2 separate regions of the Triticum aestivum genome follow, and region 1 is linked to region 2. Evidence: chromatin contacts called from public Hi-C data. All regions are on one chromosome and are shown on one strand. The core of a region is the stretch at or near the end of the contact, and the rest is flanking DNA. Distances in the headings are between cores, read along the strand shown. Region 1 holds the start of LOC123120546 (glucan endo-1,3-beta-glucosidase 4). Region 2 holds the start of LOC123120542 (calcium-dependent mitochondrial ATP-magnesium/phosphate carrier protein 1).

Region 1 (3,626 bases), core at 560-3,059, 350 kb after region 2:
TTAGCGTTAGTATTCATGCTTTGCTCAAAGAGATACGTATCTTCTAATTTTGGCATTAGTTTTCACTCTATTGTGTGTGGTTGGTAGTAATTGATTGATTTTCTTGGATTTCATTGCTACTTAGTTGTTGGTGCCGTGCTTGTCATTCACACCTTAGATGTTTTAGATCCTGGACTGCGCGTTCCTCCATCCTCATGAGCGTCTTTGTATTTGCTTTTGTTTTGGTCTAACCAAATGTCATTTATAATATATTTTTATGACCTCCCAAATTTTATTTTACTGCAAGTGTTCCGTGAGAGTGCTTTTTATGTAATCTACACATCTCAAAGGAAACAATGTGTATGGGCTTGCGCACAATCTTCGTCAAAGGTATAGGTTTGTAATATGCATGTCTTTCTTATCACTCAAATCATTAATTATTACCCATTCAGACCTTCATTTGTAGATTCTCAATGTTCAATTTTCTTTAGTTATTTAGTCGTTCATCTTTAGTTGACCAGTTTATATTGTCTTACACTTCATACATTGGTTCAAAAGCTTTGTTAATCGCTAGCTTTCTAAGCTATAGGAAATATCGTTTTTAACAATATTTTTATCTTCTTTTTTCGTTCTTTTGAGAAACTCATATCCCCCTATTTGTCAGTGTTTTCACATTGATAGTCGACGGAGGCTCTATGTTAGTGTAGATTCCGGCAAACCCTCCACAGGATGCCAGAATGAGTCGGAAAGTCCAAAGGGAAAACAAAGAGTCAATTTACCTAGTTTTAGGGCCCTCGTGATAGAGGTTAAATCCTACTCCCGCTCTTTTTGTATTGATTGTATGGGATACACATAGTACAAGGAATTGTAATGATCATAGGTATACAAAAGAGTTGAGAAATGTGTCTATCGACTAGCCTAGCCCCGCGTGGGAGTATTTTTTGGCAGATCCCTCAATAGGTTACGCTAGTCAGAGTAGATCGGATGAGAAACATGGAAGCATTTACCCAGTATGCCATCAAGGGGCCTAGCATGGGCCATATTTGCGAAGTTTGGACCAAGGCCCATGGGCCTTTGACTAGGTTGGCTTTTTGTTAACTAATGAGCTTGTATTGCGTCGTGCAACCAGTCCTTACTTCATAGGCTCACGTTGCCCATTGTTCGTGCGACACTTCTTCCAATGAACAACCAATGAGTAGCTCCATCGTCTAATAGGAGGCTGACACGTGGAGGATCGTCAGTTTGCCACGTAGTTAATGGTATCAGATCCAAAACCCTACGGTTAACTTAACGGTGACTCGTTGCGGTGACTGCCACATGTTGGATACCCTTGACGAAGCACTTTCATGATTCACGCATTTTCTGTTATGAAAGACCATACTTCCATAACTGAGAAGTGATTATTGTCATGGCCCGTGGCACGCCATGTGTCGTGCTCATCCACCGAGGTGAGGCCCACAGGCCAGCACGATCATTTTTTGAGATTTTTTATCAAGTTATTGGGACAAAAGAGCATGAATGGCCCAAAACAGCCCAAAAGACCGAAAATTACGCGAGCTGGCCCATTTACCATGTGTCCGTCCTCGTTTGCCGAGGTGAAGCCAACGTGCCGGCACAACACGGGCCGCCACGGATCATGCGGGTCAGGCCCGCTTAGGCGCGTGTCGTGCCCGGGCCAGCCCGTTGGCCACCCATAGATCCACCTGGCAAAGTGACATGTGCAGGGCACGCATGAGTCCTTTCTCTATTACCCAAAAGCAAAAGCTGGATGCCAGTGCACACACTAGTGTAAACACGGTTGTCTCAAAAAAAAAAAAAACAGTGTAAACACGGCCGTAAGTCGGCCTAGTCTCTCTGCGGTGAGGACGAACTTGCATATGGTGCGACGGACGGGCATGGGCTGGGAGTAATGATTTGCAGAGCTTCTATCTCGAGAACAAGTGTCACGCGGGGGCGGAAAATGGCAGGGTGGTAGAGGGAGCGAGATTGTTACCGGGGCCTCGACGGCGCGACGCCTCCCGATCTCCTCCGCCGCCTAGCGACCGACAGCGGCGCCTCCGCCTCCCTCCGGTGAAGCTCCCCCGAGCGCTGTGCCTCCAAGTCCCTCTGCCCTCCGGCGACGGCCGACGGCTCGGCTGTCCTTCTCCTTGGTCCGAGCTCCACCCCGCCTGAAGCTCCCGCCCCCTCCGCCGTCGGCGACGGCCCGGCGGTCGTCTTCCACCTCCGTCGACCAGGTTAACCCCCCTCCTCCTCCTCCTCGCCCCGCTGAGCAGTGCCTCCGTGCCTCGCCTCCGGTAAGCTTGAGCCGAAGTTGGATCTGCGGCACATGCAGCTCCCACTCGAACCCTGTTTTTCGCAGCTCACAGCAGAATACGCCCAGCTCCAAGGCCGGGGACAGAAGGTGGTTTGTTGCCTCCCCTTGTTGCCGTCCTGTTCTTGCGGTTGTGATGCCGCCACTTGTTGCGTTTCTCGGAGCTCTGTGTTCTTTTCTGCTCCTTTGTTGCTTGTTCCTCCTCTAGTCTGTTCGTCTTCTCCTGATTCACCCCCAAAATTCCCCCTCTTCTCCCTTTAGCTCGCCTCTGGGATTCTTTCTTTGCCGCAGGGAGCGAGCAATTGAAGCCAAAACGTCACTCTTTCGCACCGATTTGTTTGCTTCCTTGCGCCCACTAGTCCAATCCATCCAGCGATGGATCGATTCAGTTCCTTTTTCCAGCTAAGGTGCGAGAGCAGCTTATCACATCCTAACCAATCCAGTTTATACAGATGTGAAAGCATTGCTACCATTTCACATCATTAATGCTTCCCCAATATACATTCGCATTTCAGGAGTTATTTTTGTTGGTAACATTAGCTGTTTATGTTCTTGTTGAGTGACTGAAATAATGCATGAGGTGTTGATATTTCAGGTTTGATCAGGAGTTTGTAAGAAGCTCCTGGATTATAACTGATCAGATGCTTGGGCGCAACAATATGTCGCCCAACAGACTAGAGGTCGTGCTGATGCTGTTGATGCTCATGGTTTACAATGCTTCAGGTACTCTTAACACATGGATGTTATTTTAAATTACATGAGTGCTTTGAACATGGTTAGTATACTTCATTGTGTTAATGCAATCTGATTTCCCAGTGTGCCAGTGCCTAGTTTGAGGAAAACATATTTTTTGTTCTGAACTGAAGAAAATAGAAGATAATGCATACAATCATACATCCTTTTTTGTATCATATTTTCCTTCACATAAATTTGTTACTGTTTTCTGTTCTATGTAGGAGCATTTGTTGGTATCAACATTGGCACTAACGTGTCAGACCTGCCATCAGCATCAGACATAGTCTCCATCCTTAAAGCCAAGAAGATTCAACATGTTCGCTTGGTTGATTCAAACCATGAGATGCTAGTCGCCCTTGCGAATACTGGAATTGAAGTGATGGTTGGTGTGCCAAATAATGAGCTGCTCCGTGTGGGGCAATCTCGTCCGACAGCTGCTGATTGGATTAACAAGAATGTTGCTGCCTACATTCCAGCAACAAACATCACGTATATTGCCGTGGGTGATGAGATTCTTACTACTGTCCCAAATGCAGCTCTTGTTCTAGTACCTGCATTGCAATTCCTCCAATCAGCACTGTTGGCTGCAAACCTCAATACC
Region 2 (3,978 bases), core at 665-3,164:
TTTGCCAAACCTCACCTACTCTTGCTTCCCATTTTATTCACATAGCAAGGCAGCAGAAAAAACTTAACAAAAGTGGGTCTGCAACACTTAAAAATAGTATTATACAGATCAACTTATAATAGTTAGCTGTTTGGACACACTCTGAATCTGAAGGTGAAGTTAAGCTGTTTGGACACACTCTGAATCTGAATTGCTGCAATTGCATCAGTAGCTGTCATGTACTTATAATAGTTAGCAACACTTGATCATTCAGCTTTCTTCCTCTTTTTTGACTGGCCTTTGAAATTTCAGGGGCATGACAAATCGCTAAGATTAATGCAAGGATTTTTCAGAGCCAACGGTGGCTGCGGATACGTTAAAAAGCCCGACTTCTTGCTAAAGACAGGCCCAAATGGTGAAGTGTTTGATCCCAAAGCGAGCCTGCCGGTGAAGAAAACCCTTAAGGTCCACCCACATATACGTATTGCTGAAAACTCTTAAGGTGTCCACCCACATGTACATATTTCTGTGAAAACTAACACATTTTGTAATGCCTACGCAGGTGAAAGTGTATATGGGGGACGGGTGGCGCATGGACTTCAGTAAGACTCATTTCGACGCCTTTTCTCCGCCCGATTTCTACGCCAGGGTACGTGTCTCATGATCTCCTGCGGTGAAAAAGCTCAACTGGAGTGGCAACTTTTTGTTGAGAATGTATATGGTTGGCAATGTTGAATAAAACAGGTGGGGATCGCGGGGGTGCGGGCGGACTGCGTGATGAAGAAGACCCGGACGATCGAGGACCAGTGGGTGCCGGTGTGGGACGAGGAGTTCACGTTCCCGCTGACGGTCCCTGAGCTGGCCCTGCTGAGGGTGGAGGTCCAGGAGTACGACATGTCGGAGAAGCACGACTTCGGGGGGCAGACGTGCCTGCCGGTGATGGAGCTGAAGCAGGGGATCCGCGCCGTGCCCCTCCATGACCGCAAGGGCAACAGGTACAAGTCCGTCAGGCTCCTTATGCGCTTCGAGCTCATCTAGCCAAACGGTCAGCATTGTGGAGGGGGGCTGGTTGTGGTTCAGTCAGTCTGGTGCTATATTATGTGGTGGTAGGAGTAGCCGTATTGTCGGAATATAAAATAATAATAATGTTAATGTTCTTGTGTAGTACTGTAGTAAGTCAGGGAGTTGTGTTAAACTGTTGTCTGCTGTGCTAGTTACTGCTACAGTGGGGAGGAAAAGTGCAGTGCAGTATATACTGGGGTGGGGTGGGGTGAGTAAGATTTTTGTGACAGGAATAAATGTTTCATTCTGGGACTGCCGATGAACTCTACTCTGGCATGGTTTGGTTTGGGAAAAGTTAGTTGGTTGGGGTGGCCGATCTCGGATGTTACACGTGGGATGCTGCTGTTATCGTCAGTCTTATCCATTTTTGCTGATAGAACCAAGGCCGGGGCCCGCTGAACAGGAGGAGCAGTTGGATCTTGGCTATCCTTTTCCTTTCCTTTCCATTCATTGGTGGCATGGGAAATGACATGTGCATATTGCTGCAGAATCCTCCTCAAGATCGAACAAGATCACTGGTTGTGTGCATGGAATAGTTATCTTTCATACGATCCTCAAAAATAAAATAAAAGGTTACTCCTTCCATATCATATCAAAATAGGCGTTTTCTATTTTGATAGGGAGGGAGTATCTGCCATGCGCGGTAATTATTGTACCATGTCAAAAAAAAAAACATGAGAGGAGATGTGCAGCGGCTGTGGCAACGGCATCACACACAATTCAGAGTGGCCAATGGCCACACGAGCACCAGCAGCACGAATAAAGCTGGGCAGCAGAAATAGGCCCAAAATGGAGAGAAAAACTGGAATTTTTCTCTCTTAAAAAAAGCTTTTTTCCCCTTCCCTGTCGTTTTGGGTTCCTGCTCGCGGCTCGCCGCTTCTCCACCTCCCGTGTCCCCCTCCTCCTCCCGGCCACCCCTCCCCTCCTCTCCTCCCCTCATCGAAACAAACAACGCAAGCTCAGGCCGTTCATCTCCTCCGCCGCAGCTCGCCGGAAGGGAACAGAGGGGGACCGCCATTCGTCCACCTCCGCGGGCGACAGAGGCCCGCCTCCGGCTGACCACACATGCGGCCGCTCGCCGGGATCCACCGCGCCACCTAGTGCTGCCGCCGCCGCCCGCCCCGTCACGATGGCGTCCGACCAGCACCCCCTCGACTCCTTCCTCGCCGCCGCCCGCGGCGCTCTCGCCCACCTCCACCTCCCCGGATCCGATTCCAAGCAGCAGCATCAGCAGGAGCAGCGCCAGCCTGACTGCCTCCTCCACCTCCACGTCGTCCTCACCAACTTCCTCCACAAGCCCCTCCGGTCATTCTCGAGATGCTTCGGCAACGACCACAACAAGCCCAGGCGAGGCCGGACCAAACAGGCCACGCCGCCGCTCCTCGACGCCGGGAAAAGGCAGCCGCTGCCGCAGCAGCAGCTGGAGCTCCTGCTCTGCATTGCGTTCGACGCCCTGGCGCACAACCTGCAGGCGCTGGAGGGCGCGTGCAGGCAGAAGGGCGAGGAGTTCGGCAGCGCCGCCCTGCAAATCGACCAGTTTCAGGTCGTCAGGAAGGTCATCGTTGGTAAGAAGGCTGATTTCGACGGGTTCCTCTCCAACCTGGGGTTCGCCAGGCTGGGGGCGCCGGCGGCGAGCTTCGCCGATGACTCCCAGGCCTCGGCGCCACCGGCTGCTGGCCAGGACGGTGTAATCGGGGAGAGGGAAGGGGCTGACAGTGGTGGTGATGCTGCACAGCCACCGCAGAAGTTTGCCGGCCGGTTGCTCAACATCCCATTGTCGAATGTGGAGCGGCTGCGGTCAACTCTGTCCACGGTTTCACTGACGGAGCTGATTGAGTCGGTTCCACAGCTGGTTGGCAGATTGTCGACTTCAGTGGATAGCCATCCAGACAAGAAGAAGCTTTTCTCCGTGCAAGACTTCTTCCGGTATGCAGAAATCGAAGGTATAGTAGCGCCGTTTTCCAACACGAGGAATTCCTCGCATTATACTTTGCTTATTTCGTGTATAGGCTGATGATTTGCATTTGTCAGAAGCTTATCATGTTTCTTGTCAAATAAAGAAATATGTTATCTATAGGGTGCCAAACAGAGAATTGCCGAATGAAACTGCTGTAGGATAACTGTTGAAATGTACTACTATACCTCTGTATCAAAATATAAAACGTTTTTGTAGGCTAGTTTAGCCTACAAAAACGTCTGGTAATACATTGTTTATTTCTATCAGCCTGAACTGCATAATTGTCTTATTCACATAGATGACCTTCCAAGATGCAGATTGAGGATCTGTGCTAATAGTGTAGTGAGCTTTACTCGCGTATTACGTAGAAAAGTGTCTTTTAGGCCTGTGAGCGTTACTTGCGCCCTCGTTGAACACCGGCGAAGGTGATAGTTCCATCATATTGCTTTACCATTTTAATAAACGCTACTTGGACTATGCACTACAATCCTTTAGAGCAAGACTTCTCCAGGTCCAGGGTAATCTAATGGTTGAGAGGGTATTGTATCATCTATGTCAATACATCTAGAGCTCCAGAGATTGGTTTGATGCTGTCACATATTGCTGAAATCTTTTAGAAAAGTAATGCTGCTGAAATCTTACTAGTGAGAACGTTCATTTGTTATTCTTTTCTAAATGAATAGCGGTAACTCTGGCCATGTTTCACCTAAGTTCTACTGTGCACCTATTGTTGCTGCAGGGAAGCGATTCTTTGAGGAATTGGATAGAGATGGTGATGGCCAAGTCACCCTAGAAGATCTTGAAGTTGCTATGAGAAAGAGGCGATTGCCGCGGAGGTACGCTCGGGATTTGTTACGGCGTACCAGAAGTAACAGGTTTTCAAAGTCGATTGGGTGGAAACAATTTCTGTCCTTGATGGAGCAGAAGGAGGCAACAATACTCCGGGCATACACCACATTGTGTTTGAGCAAGTCTGGGAC

The links. Hi-C and Micro-C count contacts between places; a contact is called where the count stands out from the background.
Region 1: a Hi-C map of leaf shows a contact between it and region 2, with 4 times the contacts expected there. The contact joins the promoter of LOC123120546 here to the promoter of LOC123120542 in region 2. A contact is called at or near these places in 2 of 5 Hi-C or Micro-C datasets (both in leaf).

The regions. Positions count from the first base shown.
Region 1 is chr5D:253,226,655-253,230,280 of IWGSC CS RefSeq v2.1, forward strand. LOC123120546 (glucan endo-1,3-beta-glucosidase 4) reads left to right here and starts at 1,810. Exons shown (of 5, transcript XM_044540555.1): 1 at 1,810-2,213; 2 at 2,886-3,013; 3 at 3,247-3,626. The coding sequence starts at 2,932.
Region 2 is chr5D:252,880,026-252,884,003 of IWGSC CS RefSeq v2.1, forward strand. LOC123120542 (calcium-dependent mitochondrial ATP-magnesium/phosphate carrier protein 1) reads left to right here and starts at 1,915. Exons shown (of 7, transcript XM_044540551.1): 1 at 1,915-2,984; 2 at 3,738-3,978. The coding sequence starts at 2,171. LOC123120543 (phosphoinositide phospholipase C 6) reads left to right here. Exons shown (of 9, transcript XM_044540552.1): 7 at 292-444; 8 at 542-628; 9 at 724-1,304. The coding sequence ends at 1,017.